Regions from separate parts of the Capsicum annuum genome. Here region 2 is linked to region 1. The links are chromatin contacts, called in public Hi-C maps. All regions are on one chromosome and are shown on one strand. The core of a region is the stretch at or near the end of the contact, and the rest is flanking DNA. Distances in the headings are between cores, read along the strand shown.

Region 1 (6,631 bases), core at 2,078-4,577:
TTACCCGATTTTCCCAACATACCATGCATAAATAAAATTTCCATTTTCATACTGGGTACAATGGACCCTTGTGGTCCGACTTTTTTCTGGACCCTGAGCATAGCAAAAGTTTTGATGCATCGGACTGTCCTATACAAAATATTCTTATTAATGCAAGAAAAAGTGATAGATCACCCCTATTTCTTATTATGCTTAATTAATTCAGAACTACTTTGTAAGATGTTCTTTTAAAAAAATAATCGGCCTTAAGTTTGAGTTAAACTTGAAGTGACTAGCTATAATTCAATATTTATTTAAAGGGATTATAATTAATCTCATAGTTTCAGAAAATAATAATTTTTTGGAGTTGGAGTTGGAGTTGAAGTTGAAGTTGGAGTTGGTGTTGTGTTTGACCATGAATATAAAGTGGAGTTGTTTTTGAAAATTTTCTGAGAGAAATAAGAGTGAAAAAAGTAAAAACAAGTAAAACTTGTTTTCACTTTTTCAAAAAAAAAAAAAAATCATTAAAGTGAAATAATTCTTATGCACAAATACCACTATTTTTACTTTTTTCACTAAAGTGAAAAAGTGAAAGTAATTTTCCCAAAAAAGTGAAGAAATTTCTTTGGTCAAACGCCTACTTAGTTAAATTTATTTAAATGAATTTAATTAAATACTAAAAAGATGTTGGAGTTATTACGTAGTCACCTTGCATTGCATATTCTTAGTCACATATTTATATTTTTTTACATACAGTTTATATTTTGGGCTCTTGTATTTAGACAACATAGAACAGTCTTGGCCCATATTTACTGTTTGGACCCTACCATACCAGGACATATAATGGTTACAGATACTTTATAACCCTAGTTGATGATTTTTCTAGAGTTACATGGACTCATCTCATTGCTTGCAAGAACAATTCTCTTTCCATTCTTAAAGATTTTGTCTCTATGGTAAAGGTTTACTTTAAAACTTCTGTCCAATCTTTTAGATCTTACAATGCCTATGAGTTAGGTAGCAGCCTTGAAGCATCTTTCATTTTTTATGAAAATAATATTTTTTCATCACACTTTCATTTCACACACACCACAACAAAATGGTGTTGTGGAAAAAAAACATAAACACCTTTTGGAAGCTTCTCCAACCTTGCTTTTTCAATCTAAACTTCCCACTAAGTATTGGGGAGATTGTGTGCTAACTGCTACCTATCTTATCAATAGACTACCTTTACCTGCCATATCTCAGATGTCTCCATATGAAAAATTGTATGGTTCCTCTCATATATATGACCATCTAAAATCTTTTGAATGTCTATGCTATGCAACTGCCCCTGCTCATGGAAGAAATAAATTTCAGCTAGGAGATCTCCCTTATGTTTTCATTGGGTATCTATGTGAAAAAAGGGTTACAAATTTCTTAACCTCTTAGCTAAATCTATTTTCTTTTCCAGAGATATAATTTTTCATGAAAATATTTTCCCTTATTCTTCTAAACCTTCAGTTACAATTTCGCATGCTTCAGTTTCAATGAATCTACCTCCACTAGTTTTTTCTATTCTAGTTCCTTCATCTTCTATCCCATCTGCTGATATTTTTTCTCCCCCTTCACCTATCCATAGCTGCCAAACATAACTGGACTTTCTATTAATTGGTTGTTAATAATGCTTTCCTTCATGGAATCTCCATGAGAAAGTTTATATAAAGCCCCCACCCAGATTGGAATTTTCCTCTTCTATCCCTACATCTTCTTCATTAGTTTGCAAGTTAAAGAAATCAGTTTATGGACTGAAACAGGCTTCTCGACAATGGTTTTCTAAACTTTCAGAGGCTCTATCACACAGGGGTTATTATTCTCATAAGAATGACTATTCCCTGTTTACTAAGTCAAATGATGGATCTCTCACTGTGTTGGTTGTCTATGTTGATGACATCCTCCTTGTTGGTGATGATGTTACTGATTTAGACAATCGAAATTCCTCTTTGGATTCTCAATTAAGGATAAAAGATCTTGGTACTATTCATTTTTTTTGGGACTCGAAATCACTAGTCATCCTCAAGGTTATCTTATAGATCAAAAGAAGTTTACTTCTGAGTCATTATCTGAATTTCACGGTGACTAGTTTTTCTCTATTACTGCTCTACTTGATGCATCTCTCAAACTTACTGCTGATATGGGGTACCCCCTACTGATCCATCTACTTATCGTCGTCTTTTTGGTAAACTGAACTTTCTCCAACACACTCGGCCTGATATTTCTTACTCTGTTCAATATCTAAGAAATTTCTTCAGGAACCTCAGGTGCCTCATCTTCTAGCTGGACTTCATGTTTTGTAATATTTGATGAACATTCTTGATCAGGAGTTGTTGTTGTCTAATTCTTCTGATATGACGTTATTGGCTTATTCTGATTCTGATTAGGATGCTTGTGCTCAATCTCGTAGATCAGTCACTAGTTATTTCATTACCTTAGGCGGCTCTCCCAAATCTTAGAAAAGTACAAAACCAACCTACAATTTCTCTTTTTGCTGCTGAAGCGGAATATCAAGCTTTTCGAAATGTGGTGGTTGAGTTATCCTGGTTGGTGCATTTACTATGTGATTTTAGTTATCCTATTTCTCATCCAGTTTCTGTTTACTATGACAGCTAGGAAATCTTACATATTGCCAAGAACCCTGTCTACTATGAGCGCACAAAACACATTGAAATTGACTGTCATAATATTCGTGATTGCTTCACTCTGGTCTTATTTTACTGTATTTTGTTTTTTCCTCTGGTCAACTTGCTGATATGTTCACCAAATCGCTCTCTGGCCCTGCTCATCATCACATTATTGGCAAGCTTGGTGTGTGTACACCCTCCAGCTTGAAGGGGGTGTTGGGGTTATTATGTAGTTAGCTTGCATTGTATATTCTTAGTCACATATGTATATTTGTTTACATACAGTTTATATTTTGGGCTCTTGTATTTAGATTGCACAGAACAGTCTTGGCCCATGTTTGCTTAGTGGATACCTGGCCCAAATGTAATTTGCTATATAAAGGCAAGTATTAGTTGTGGTAGGTGAGATTTTTCAGACATCTTTCCAATTCCAAATAAAGGCTCTTCATCTCTTTCCTCTCTTTTTCGAATGTTCTACGGCTTCTTTGTTCGATTCCATCTTTGAAATTTTTGCTCGATTTCACTCTAACAAAAGATAGATCATGATTTTTATACTTTTGAATCATGTTGTCTTCCACATAATGATTTGAGTGTACTTTACTTTATTTCGTATTAGTTATTTTTTGACTAGTTAGAAACGTACCTAGAACAAGTTCCATCAAAGACTTTCTATAGGTTAAGCAAAAGCTTAGACAAACTTTAGAAATTCGCAATTTAGTTACATAAGATCATCAATAGCTCAATTACTTGTTCTATAAACTTTCATCTTATCGATATTTAGCCATTTCTAACCCAATATATATTTGTTTAAATCAACGGTCTCTTGTGTCGTATAATTGTACAAAACAAGAGCTGCCCACTTCAACTTAGAACCCGAACTCCGTCATGTTCTAATTGAGCACCTAAGCACATGATACATTGCTCCTATTGAACACTTACAACTTAAATTTTGAAAATAGTTTCTGGGTATGTTTTCAAATGCTTATTACATAAATTAGCTAACTACTTAAAAAATTATTTTTTTTAATTATACACACTCTTGAAATATAACGGCAAGTTCATGGAATGTTTGATGTATTCCACCTTTTAATTATGTTTTTGAATTTTGTTCATTCGGCCCTTGATTGCGTGCCTCGCGAGATTGGATAATGGCGCCTACATTTGCATTTATGGACATAGTAATAGTAATTCATCAATGTATGTATATGATGAAGAACAATATTTATAAGAACAAACACGCTTCACAATTCATCACCTAATAAAAATTATAAGTACACATATTGAACATAGAAATTCAACCCATGAGTTGCTTTATTTAATTCAGGCATATCTTTTTCTGGTAATGAAACAATTGCCTCAATCCCCTCCACTTTGATTATCCATAGAAAAGATGTGTTTCCAAGCCCAATTACTGGAAATGTCACCTTTTGAAAAAGTTTTTCTTTCTTCTCAACACATGATTCAACACTTTTATGTGACTATATATAGCAGAAAAAAAAACGAGTGGGAGTAGACCATATATAGCACAAAAAATTAATCTCCCAAAAAATTGCATTTAAAGTGTGCACATGCTATGTAGCAGTTTACTTTAGTTTTTATAATAAATGATTTGAAGAATAGTTGCAATCCAATTTACATATTGAAAGAAAAACTCACATGCCTCGTAGCAACAATTTATGTGAGTGAAAGGAAATTACTTGCACAAATTTATGATCATTGACCAGACTTTAGAAAGTCTATTATGAAGAGAGAAGCTAACAAAATTTTATTTTTGTTCCTGTAGAATATAATTAGAAATTAGTACTCCCTCCGTTTCAGAATAAGTGAATTGTTGGATATTTATTGGTGTTTCAAAATAAGTGAATCATTGATTTTTTAAAAAAAAATTTACCCTTATGATTTGACAACCAATTAACTTTTGAAAAGGCATTACAAGGTCAACTTTTTCTTTTTTAGGAGTAAAAATAAAAAGTTATGTTAAATTTATATCTTTAATGTTTTTTCCTTAATCTGTGTGCCCAAATCCAACAATTCGTTTATTATGAAATGGAGGAAGTATTAATTATGCATGGCTGAGCACTGTGTGGTACTCTTCCTCCTAAGGTAATTTTGATTACACTTTTTTTTTTGTTTAATTTGTTATTTTATTAATCAAAAATGTCAAGATGGACCAACCCATCCATCATAAACCAAAAACCAAAATTTGAAATAAGAGGACCGACCCAACATGCATGCTAACCCGACCCAAGCAACTAACAAATAAAGGGGGTGTAGGGTTTCCAAATTCAGCTTAGAGCTAAACTCCACTTCAGACCGCCTCTTCCACCATGTTCCCTTTCAACAATGAAGAGTTCACTCTTCTCCAGCTATGGGTTGCAATGTTGTCTCATGGATGCATCGATTTGAAGCTTTTTCAGCTTGCATGAGTGAGTATTCCTTCTCATTACTCCATTTGATGCATTTTACTTCTCTTAGCTTCTGTTAATCTTTTTTGCTTGGTAAATCTGCAGTTGAGATCTCCAGTTTATGGATGCTGCCAGTGTATTTTGGTGCTAACATATCGGGTCTAGTCCACTAAGGCTTGTGTCTTTCTCCAAGTATGATCTGTACCACTATTTGCTTAATGTCTTCCCTGTATCTTCCTTTCCCTCTTTGTAACATGTTTGAGCTGCAAGTATAACTGGGATGGAGATTCTGGGATGCTTGGACTCGTTGATAGTTGGATAAGTTTAAGTACCTCAGTTGCTTAAGATACATCTGACCATGAGACCCCCTATCTGATGAGATTCCTTTTTTGTTGGCTGGTGTAGATAGGCTAATTAGCATTTTCACCCTTTTTGTTTACCTTCTCCTATTGTAAATATTGCTTGTGAAACTTGTTGTAGCCTTCCAGTCCCTTACCCCTTTGTTGGTGCTAGTCTCAAATTTGGACATTGCTGCTTGTCACTATTTAGGATCTTCCTGCCTATGCTTGGTACACTACTTAAAAAAATAAGAAAATCGACCACAGCTTGTGGTCGGAAAAAATCGATCACTTGTGGTCGGTTTTTTTTTTTAAAAATAATTTTTTAAAAAATATGTGGTCGCTTTTATATTTTAAAATTTCAAAATAATCATTTGAATAATTTTTATATTAATTATTATTTCTTTTAAAAATAAAAAATAAAATAAAATAAAATAAAAAACGATCACTTGTGGTCGATTTTAATTTTTTTTAATTTTTTTTTTTTAAATCGACCACTTGTGGTCGATTTTATTTAAAACATATAATTAAATAATTTTTTAATAACCGACCACATGTGGTCGGTTTTTAATTAAAAAAAGAAAATAATTTTTAAAAAAGCGACCACTTGTGGTCGGTTTTGTTTTAAAATTAAATTTAAAAATATTTTGTAAAACCGACCACAAGTGATCGGTTCTGGGATTAAAAAACTAAAAAAGTAAATAATTTTATAAAACCGACCACTTATGGTCGGTTTTGAAATTAAAAAATATTAAAAAAAATTATTAAACCAATCACTTGTGGTCGGTTTTTATTAAAAAATTATTATATGTATAATCTAATATATTATTTTTTGAAATTACACTGATCAAACGTAGTCGATAACCAATATAATAATAACAAAAATCAATAAATCTTAGATTTTGTGAAAAAATTATACTAAAAAATATATCAAATAAAATAAACAAATTACGTTAAACATAATCTTTATCTTTTACTTATGTTTCAATATATAAAATAAATATTTTCCTTTGTATATACGTTAAATATGCATAATCTTTGTATAATGAATATGTGTGTGTATATATATATATATATATCATACCATTGAGATAATGATATTATGCTACTATTGAAGTTATAATAATGTAATGTACATATATAACCGATAATTCATCATAATATTATGATTGTGTTCTATTATGAGTAATATACTTGTGGATGTGATGTATATATAGTACGCATTCAAGAGTTCATATATATAAATATC
Region 2 (6,631 bases), core at 1,272-3,771, 190 kb before region 1:
CCTTGTCATTTGTCAACAAGGGTGATGTTTCATGCTGTAAGATGAATAACTGAGTGTTATTTGGTTAGGAGAATTGCAAACCATGGATAAGTATCTGTTGCTTCCCCTTTTCAAATGTTTAACAGTGTCAATGCCCGATATCTGTATTTAGTACTACTTTTTAGTAGTTGCAGTTTACATTTTTTTGTCTGCTATACTGCACCTTGAAGTGTTCAACAAAACCAACTCAAGTTAAGGGGTCGCATCAAGGTTGATAACTCTTTTAATCAACCTGCTTTGGTTCTGTGCAGGCACTTGCCAGGGATATTCGAGAATTTAGGAGCCCTACAGATGGTGAGACTAGGATGTTTTATGAAATAGTTGTCGCACCAAAGTATACGGAGAAGGGTCTTGAGGTTCTCCGTGGGAAGTCCAAGACTTTGAGGATCCTTGAGGCAAGTAAAAACAACAAGGGAAAGCTTTCTCTAAGACAAATTGGTGGTGGTTGGTTAGCTCAGGACTCAGATGATTTGACCCCTGAAGATATCCAATTTAATGTCATGTCTGACAAAACTCCACAAGAAAATGAGCTTACTGATGCACAGTTTGCTTGGTTATGTGTCAAGCACGTCAAGAGCAATGCCATAGTAATTGCAAAGGTACTTTCTACATGATATATATCTAATGAATCATATTCCTTTCATTGTTTTCTAAATGTAATTTTTGTATTGCAGGACAATTGTATGTTAGGAATGGGGAGTGGACAGCCAAATCGTCGGGAGAGCTTGAGGATAGCTTTGAGGAAAGCTGGAGATGAAGTAAAAGGAGCTGCTTTGGCTAGTGATGCTTTCTTTCCATTTGGTACGTACCTTTATTTGCGTTATGCATGTACCTGTAGAGCAAACCCTACATTAAAAGAAAGTGAGACACCAGGATTCGGCAAACTCTGACTAGTCGAAAGTGCAAATTTTAAGAAAATATACCATAAAGAATGGTAACTGAAATTATTGTAAGAAGGTGTTAATCATCTTCTAATGTGCCTTGAACAAATGTTTCTGATCTATTTTTTCTTTTGGTTTCTGATAAAGTTTTTTCTCTTTAACAATTTTTTTTTTCTGAATTAAATCAGCATGGAATGATGCTGTTGAAGAGGCATGTCAAAGTGGAGTGAGTGTTATTGCAGAACCAGGAGGTAGCATAAGGGACAAGGATGCAGTGGAGTGCTGTAACAAGTACGGAGTCTCGCTTGTTTTCACTAACGTGAGACACTTCAGGCATTAGATGTTTGATAGGGGCGTAGGGCATCATTAGACTCGTAATCTATTATCTTTCCAAAGTGTTTGTACCATGTGTTTTTGATAGCTAGCATTCATCTCTGATAGTTTTGAGGAATAATCTATGATAAGGAGTATGAGTGTGTATTATAGCAAAATTGTAGTTTTCGAACTGCTTGATGGGCTAAGTTGTATCATTTAGGTAAAACAATGTTGGGGTCCACTCAGAAGTGAATGAGTATAATGCAAGTGTACTGATTACTAATTTTATTTATCTGTTATGAAGTATTGTTTTTTTTTTTTTTTGGTAATGATTTTTCTATGAAGTTACAGAATTACTTGCTGTAAATTACGTCAAATTAACATGTATTTTTGACATGTTTAAAGGGCCTCTTATTCTGCCTAGTTATATTAGTTTTAACAAAGGCCAAATTAGAGCAACAGGAATGTCTTCTGAAGCACGTTTACAATCCCTGAATTTCGATAACTCTCTTGTACCATAGTAGATTGGAATCATCATCCTTTGTGAAATTTATGGAGACATCGTGCCTAGTGTCATGAACTCCGATCTTTACAAAGCAGAAACCTATACCTAATTCTTTAGAAATGTACCTGCGATCTTCGTCCTGCATTCGGATTTCACAACTTCATATTAATCCTCTGCCTTGATATCGCTGTGGGGATTCTATTGATAGTATCTTGTACACAATCTGATGGCTCACTTTTATTAAGGGGGAAGAGCACGGAAATGTGCCACTAAAAGACAAAGATGGGTTGTCAAGAGCGACTGAGACAGATAGATTGTCAAGAGTATAGAAGAAATAGGATGGATAATTGGTCAGATCTAGTATGGGTCATATATGAACGTGGTTGGGAGTTGGCGGCTCTCCCAGGTTCCCTCATTTGAGATCTCTGGAGAAGAGGATCAAGTTGGCCTTTGCATCTCCCTTCAACCCTTCGAACGAAATACGACAAAAGAAGAATGAAAATCCACGAACCAACCCCATCATCTTCACCCGTAGGAACTACGAGATCACCCTAAGGACATCTTTGGCATCCACTGGTCATGGACCGACCTATTCAATAAGTGAAATGCATTAGTTGTCAGCTCTCAAGTCGGGCAGTCAGGGTCGGAAATGCATTAGCTGTCCGCTCTCAAGTCGGGCAGTCAGGGTCGGAGAAGGGCATCTTCTTGTTATCACAACTTCACCTCATGACGATTTGAGTTTGCAGTTGCGGTCTACGCAACATGTTAACATAAGACCTTTCCCAGCAATTGCTCCTAGCGTTGGATTCGTGTCAATTTGAACCTTCATACGCATTGGAGTGTGTTTCGTACACTGTCCAATGGTAAGATATTTTGGTCGTGCGCGTCGGTAGAGCTACTTACTTTCCAACCTACAGGTATAACTTTGGATTGCTGAGCTCAATTGGACTTGCATCACTTATTTTAGTTTAACAAAATTGGCTACAGAGACTTGTAGCTGATAGATGTAACATCTCACTCATCTAGCAGATTGGTTGATATTGGACCTAGAATCAATTTTCACACTGACATGGGGCTTGGCAATATGACTTTTAAGACCCTCCTTTGCATCATGACTTTAAAGTCAAATCCCTATCCTTAACTTTGATGCCACATAAGCATAGCCAAGCTAGTACCCGACGCGGTTATTACCTAAGATGTTAATAAGTAGGCTATAAATGAAAACGAATCTAAGTAGAGGTTAGACAAATTAAATAGTGTACAAGTTTTGAATGCAAATTTGATAATGTTGCTTCGCTTAGCAACATGACGCTTGTATTGCTCTCTCACAAGGCTACTCTCATTTCGCTTGCCTAAAGATTCATAGTGTAGATAGAGTTTCTCTTGGAGAAATACAAGCGTTGATCTAGTCTCCACCGGAGATACAAAGGAATAAATCAGACAAACAAAAAAGGAGAAAGGCTGCTCAATAAATGAAATTGCCGAAAAATTAATTTTCCTTTTGGACTATCTGAAAGTTCTCCAACTTGAGTTATGATAGTACGCAATGACGGAGCCAGAATTTTCATTGAGGGGGTTCAGAAGTAAATATAAGACTAGTCGAAGTGGGTTCAACATCTACTATATATAGATGGTTAAGCTTTATATATAGATGGTTAAGCTTTATTAGAAAGAGCAAGATACATAGATGCTTTTATTATTGTTACACAGGCTTGGAGACAATAGGAATTACATGCATATTAAGTTCTCTTCTCACTGTCACACCAAAATACACCTCACTCATATCTAAGTCTTCATGTTTGATCCTGTTGGGAAGCTTCCAATCAAAATGGTATAGAAAAAGCGCCAATGGATGCTCTACATTTGCTAGACCAAATGACATGCCAGGACACATCCTTCTTCCCGCGCCAAATGGTATGTACTCAAAATTATTTCCATTGAAATCAATTGAACTATCAAGAAATCTCTCTGGTTTAAAGCACTCTGCATCCTCCCAATATCTTCCAATTGTCCAAACATTCACCAATTTTCTGGTATTTCATAACCATCAATTTTACAGTTTTCACTACTTAGTCTTGGAAGTAAAAAAGGGGCAGGTGGATGCAACCTGAGTGTCTCTTTGATAACTGCTCTTAAGTATTTCAACTGATCAAAGATTGATTCATCCACATAACCTTTTTCACTAAAAACTCTCCTGACTTCTTCTTGTGCTTTCTCTAAGGCGCTTGGGTTCTTGAGCATTTCTGCCATTGTCCAATCAACTGTTGATGCTGAGGTATCTGTTCCGGCTGCAAACATATCCTGTTACATCTAAGACATCATCTCAAATTAGAATATGTTAATTAGTCGTTGGAAGGAGGGGAAAAACTTACCCACCGGAAGAAGAATAGATCTAGTTGTCCTATACGTTTTTCTTTTCCTAACGAAATGTTGTGAAGAACCAGAATTTATCTCAATACGTTTCATTTTATAGGACGTGTATGACTAGGCTACATGAAATTTAAGAAAAAAGACTTGTGAGCCAAACCAAAAGTACCCCTTAAACTTGTGGTTTTAAACATATGATTCTAAAAGTATGTCACTATGGGTCATATAATGAAAAGTTTAAAGCCATAGAGCTTCCAGATAAAAAAATGTCATTATTTTGGAACAGAGTAAAACGAAAAATGAAGCGAAGGGAGTAAGATTACTAACCAAGATCACTGCTTTGATGTTGTTTCGAGTTAATTCATAATTTCCATCATTTTGGACTCTTAAAAGGACATCCATCAGGTCCTCATGCATACTTGTGTTGTTAACATCAGTATGGTCATCTATATTCTCATCAAGTAGCCTATCTACTTCATGGTGAAGCTTCTCCAATTTTGCCCTAAGGGCTAAGACCAGTTATATCTTGAAGCCACTTGATTGAGGGGTAAAAATCAGCAATAGTAAAGCCAGTAACTTTAAGAATTCACATAATATAGAAATGAACTGCTCTTGGTTCTTGTACTTTTTCCTAAATGCTGCTCTTGAAGTGAATCCCAACATAGTTGTATGTACCATTTGAGTCAAATTAACAGGGGATCCAGCATGGCTAGCCAACAATCTAGCAAGACCTGAGGCCGAGGCGGATCTAGAATGTTAGGACTCCGGAGCAAGTTCATGTGAACCCGTCATCATTTTCGGCATAAACAATAGACATATAAGTGAAAATCGAATAAAATTGAATTTTGAATTCAGATCTCAAAGAATTTCTCTCTATCTGAATTTAAGTGTCTTAGTTTGACTAGACATTAGATTTAGGAAAGTAATTGAAACTTTTGAATTTCGGACTCGCAAGATGCAGAAGAAGATTGTGGAATGAGATCACAACCAAGACATTCCTTCGCCAATGAAACCAATTTCTATTGTGATCAAATATTGGTCGACAAGAAAGAGATCAAAATGCTACTAGATGGAGCAACGGCGAGGCAATCTTCTAATTCTTTTACAGAGAAGAGCTGCACCAAATTGTTGAAGGCGAAATATGTATCTCGTGGTTGTAGCTGATTGTTGCGGGCAAAGAAGTACGAATCCTCAGACAGATGTCACATATACAAGTATGTTGGGTTCCATACATGCGGTGCCGAATATGCCACAGGCAGACATAAGAGAATCTCATCCAAATTGATTGCTTCACTATGTGTAAATCATTTTCGGAATGGTAAGGGTCCAAGCATAAGAGAAATTCATAGGATTGTGTTTATGGAGATGCATTGCAACACAAGCTATTGGGTGTTTTGGAAAGGAAATATAATTACAAAGAACATCGTTTGCGTGATACCAAAACACGGATGTGCTTGCTTGTCGGATTTTTCCCATATTGTGGAGTTATTGAATACCGGGTCTTCTTACTCTATCATGATAAACAGGATGGATAGATCATTCGTTTACTACTTTTTAGCATTCGGAGCTTACATACGGGGATATTTCCACATGAGAAAGGTAATTACCATCGATGGCACACATTTGTATGGCAAGTATGGGGGTGTGTTGCTGAGTGCCATTGCACAGGACATCGAAAATCATATCTTTTCAATTGTATTTTATGTTATGGATAAAGAGAACGATGCTTCTTGGACCTTCTTCTTTGAGAAGTTGAAGTCTATAGTAGAAGATGAACCAGATCTATGTGTCATCTTCGATAGGCACATTAGCTTTGCCAATGCCTTTTCCCATGTTTACAGTCGTGCACATCATGGATTTGCATGAGGCACCTCACTAAAAATCTTCGTGTAAATCAACACTGTGGAGAAGCTTATTCTCTTGATGAGTTTAGCGAGCATTTTGTGGAATTGAAAAATAATTACCCCGAGGCAGCACATGTCCTTGAAAATGTGCTTGGTTTTGAGAAATGGAGTAGAGCACACTTCCCAAAAAATAGGTACGATATGAAGAACACAAACATCGCCGAGTCTCTCAACTCGATATTGACGGATGAACGGGAGTACCCTGGATCGTACATATTCAATTCAAATGCTAGAAAATTTAGTCAAAACTTTTGGGAGAGGCATGCCTTTGTCGGTAGTGCAAATAATAAATTTGTGCCTTGTGTAGAAAAGATCCTAAGGGATAGTAAGAATGCGAGTGATTCCTTGTAGGTAACTAATGCAAACGGGGGAATCAACCAATTCACTGTGTTCGGCAACAGTGTTACTGCTAAGGTCAATCTCTTGGAGAGGAGTTGTTCTTGTAGGAAATATGACTCGGTGAAAATGGCGCGGAAACATATGATGGCAGCTTTGCGAGAAAAGAATGGCGATGTTGAAGGTTATGGTAACTCCATCTACGAGTACTCTTCGTTAATTTATAAAGTTGAAACTTACCTCCTTGCATACTCCGAAGTTATTAACGTTGTCCCTCTAGAGTT

What was found. A called contact is a pair of places that touch in the nucleus more often than the background predicts.
Region 2: a Hi-C map of leaf shows a contact between it and region 1, with 2.3 times the contacts expected there. The contact joins two enhancer-like sites. A contact is called at or near these places in 2 of 5 Hi-C or Micro-C datasets (leaf and placenta).

Annotation. Positions count from the first base shown.
Region 1 is chr1:27,736,062-27,742,692 of UCD10Xv1.1, reverse strand. No RefSeq gene overlaps it. Among protein-coding and RNA genes, the nearest start is that of LOC107853483, 15 kb to the right of the region's middle. Within about 2 kb of position 3,327, at least 2 of the 5 cell types and tissues checked have an H3K27ac peak or open chromatin away from gene starts, as enhancers often do. A contact at or near this core is called in leaf, where this site is marked.
Region 2 is chr1:27,920,756-27,927,386 of UCD10Xv1.1, reverse strand. LOC107870346 (bifunctional purine biosynthesis protein PurH) reads left to right here. Exons shown (of 12, transcript XM_016716842.2): 10 at 291-638; 11 at 714-840; 12 at 1,109-1,554. The coding sequence ends at 1,260. It also overlaps the pseudogene LOC124896120. Among protein-coding and RNA genes, the nearest start is that of LOC107870346, 9.3 kb to the left of the region's middle. Within about 2 kb of position 2,521, at least 3 of the 5 cell types and tissues checked have an H3K27ac peak or open chromatin away from gene starts, as enhancers often do. A contact at or near this core is called in leaf, where this site is marked.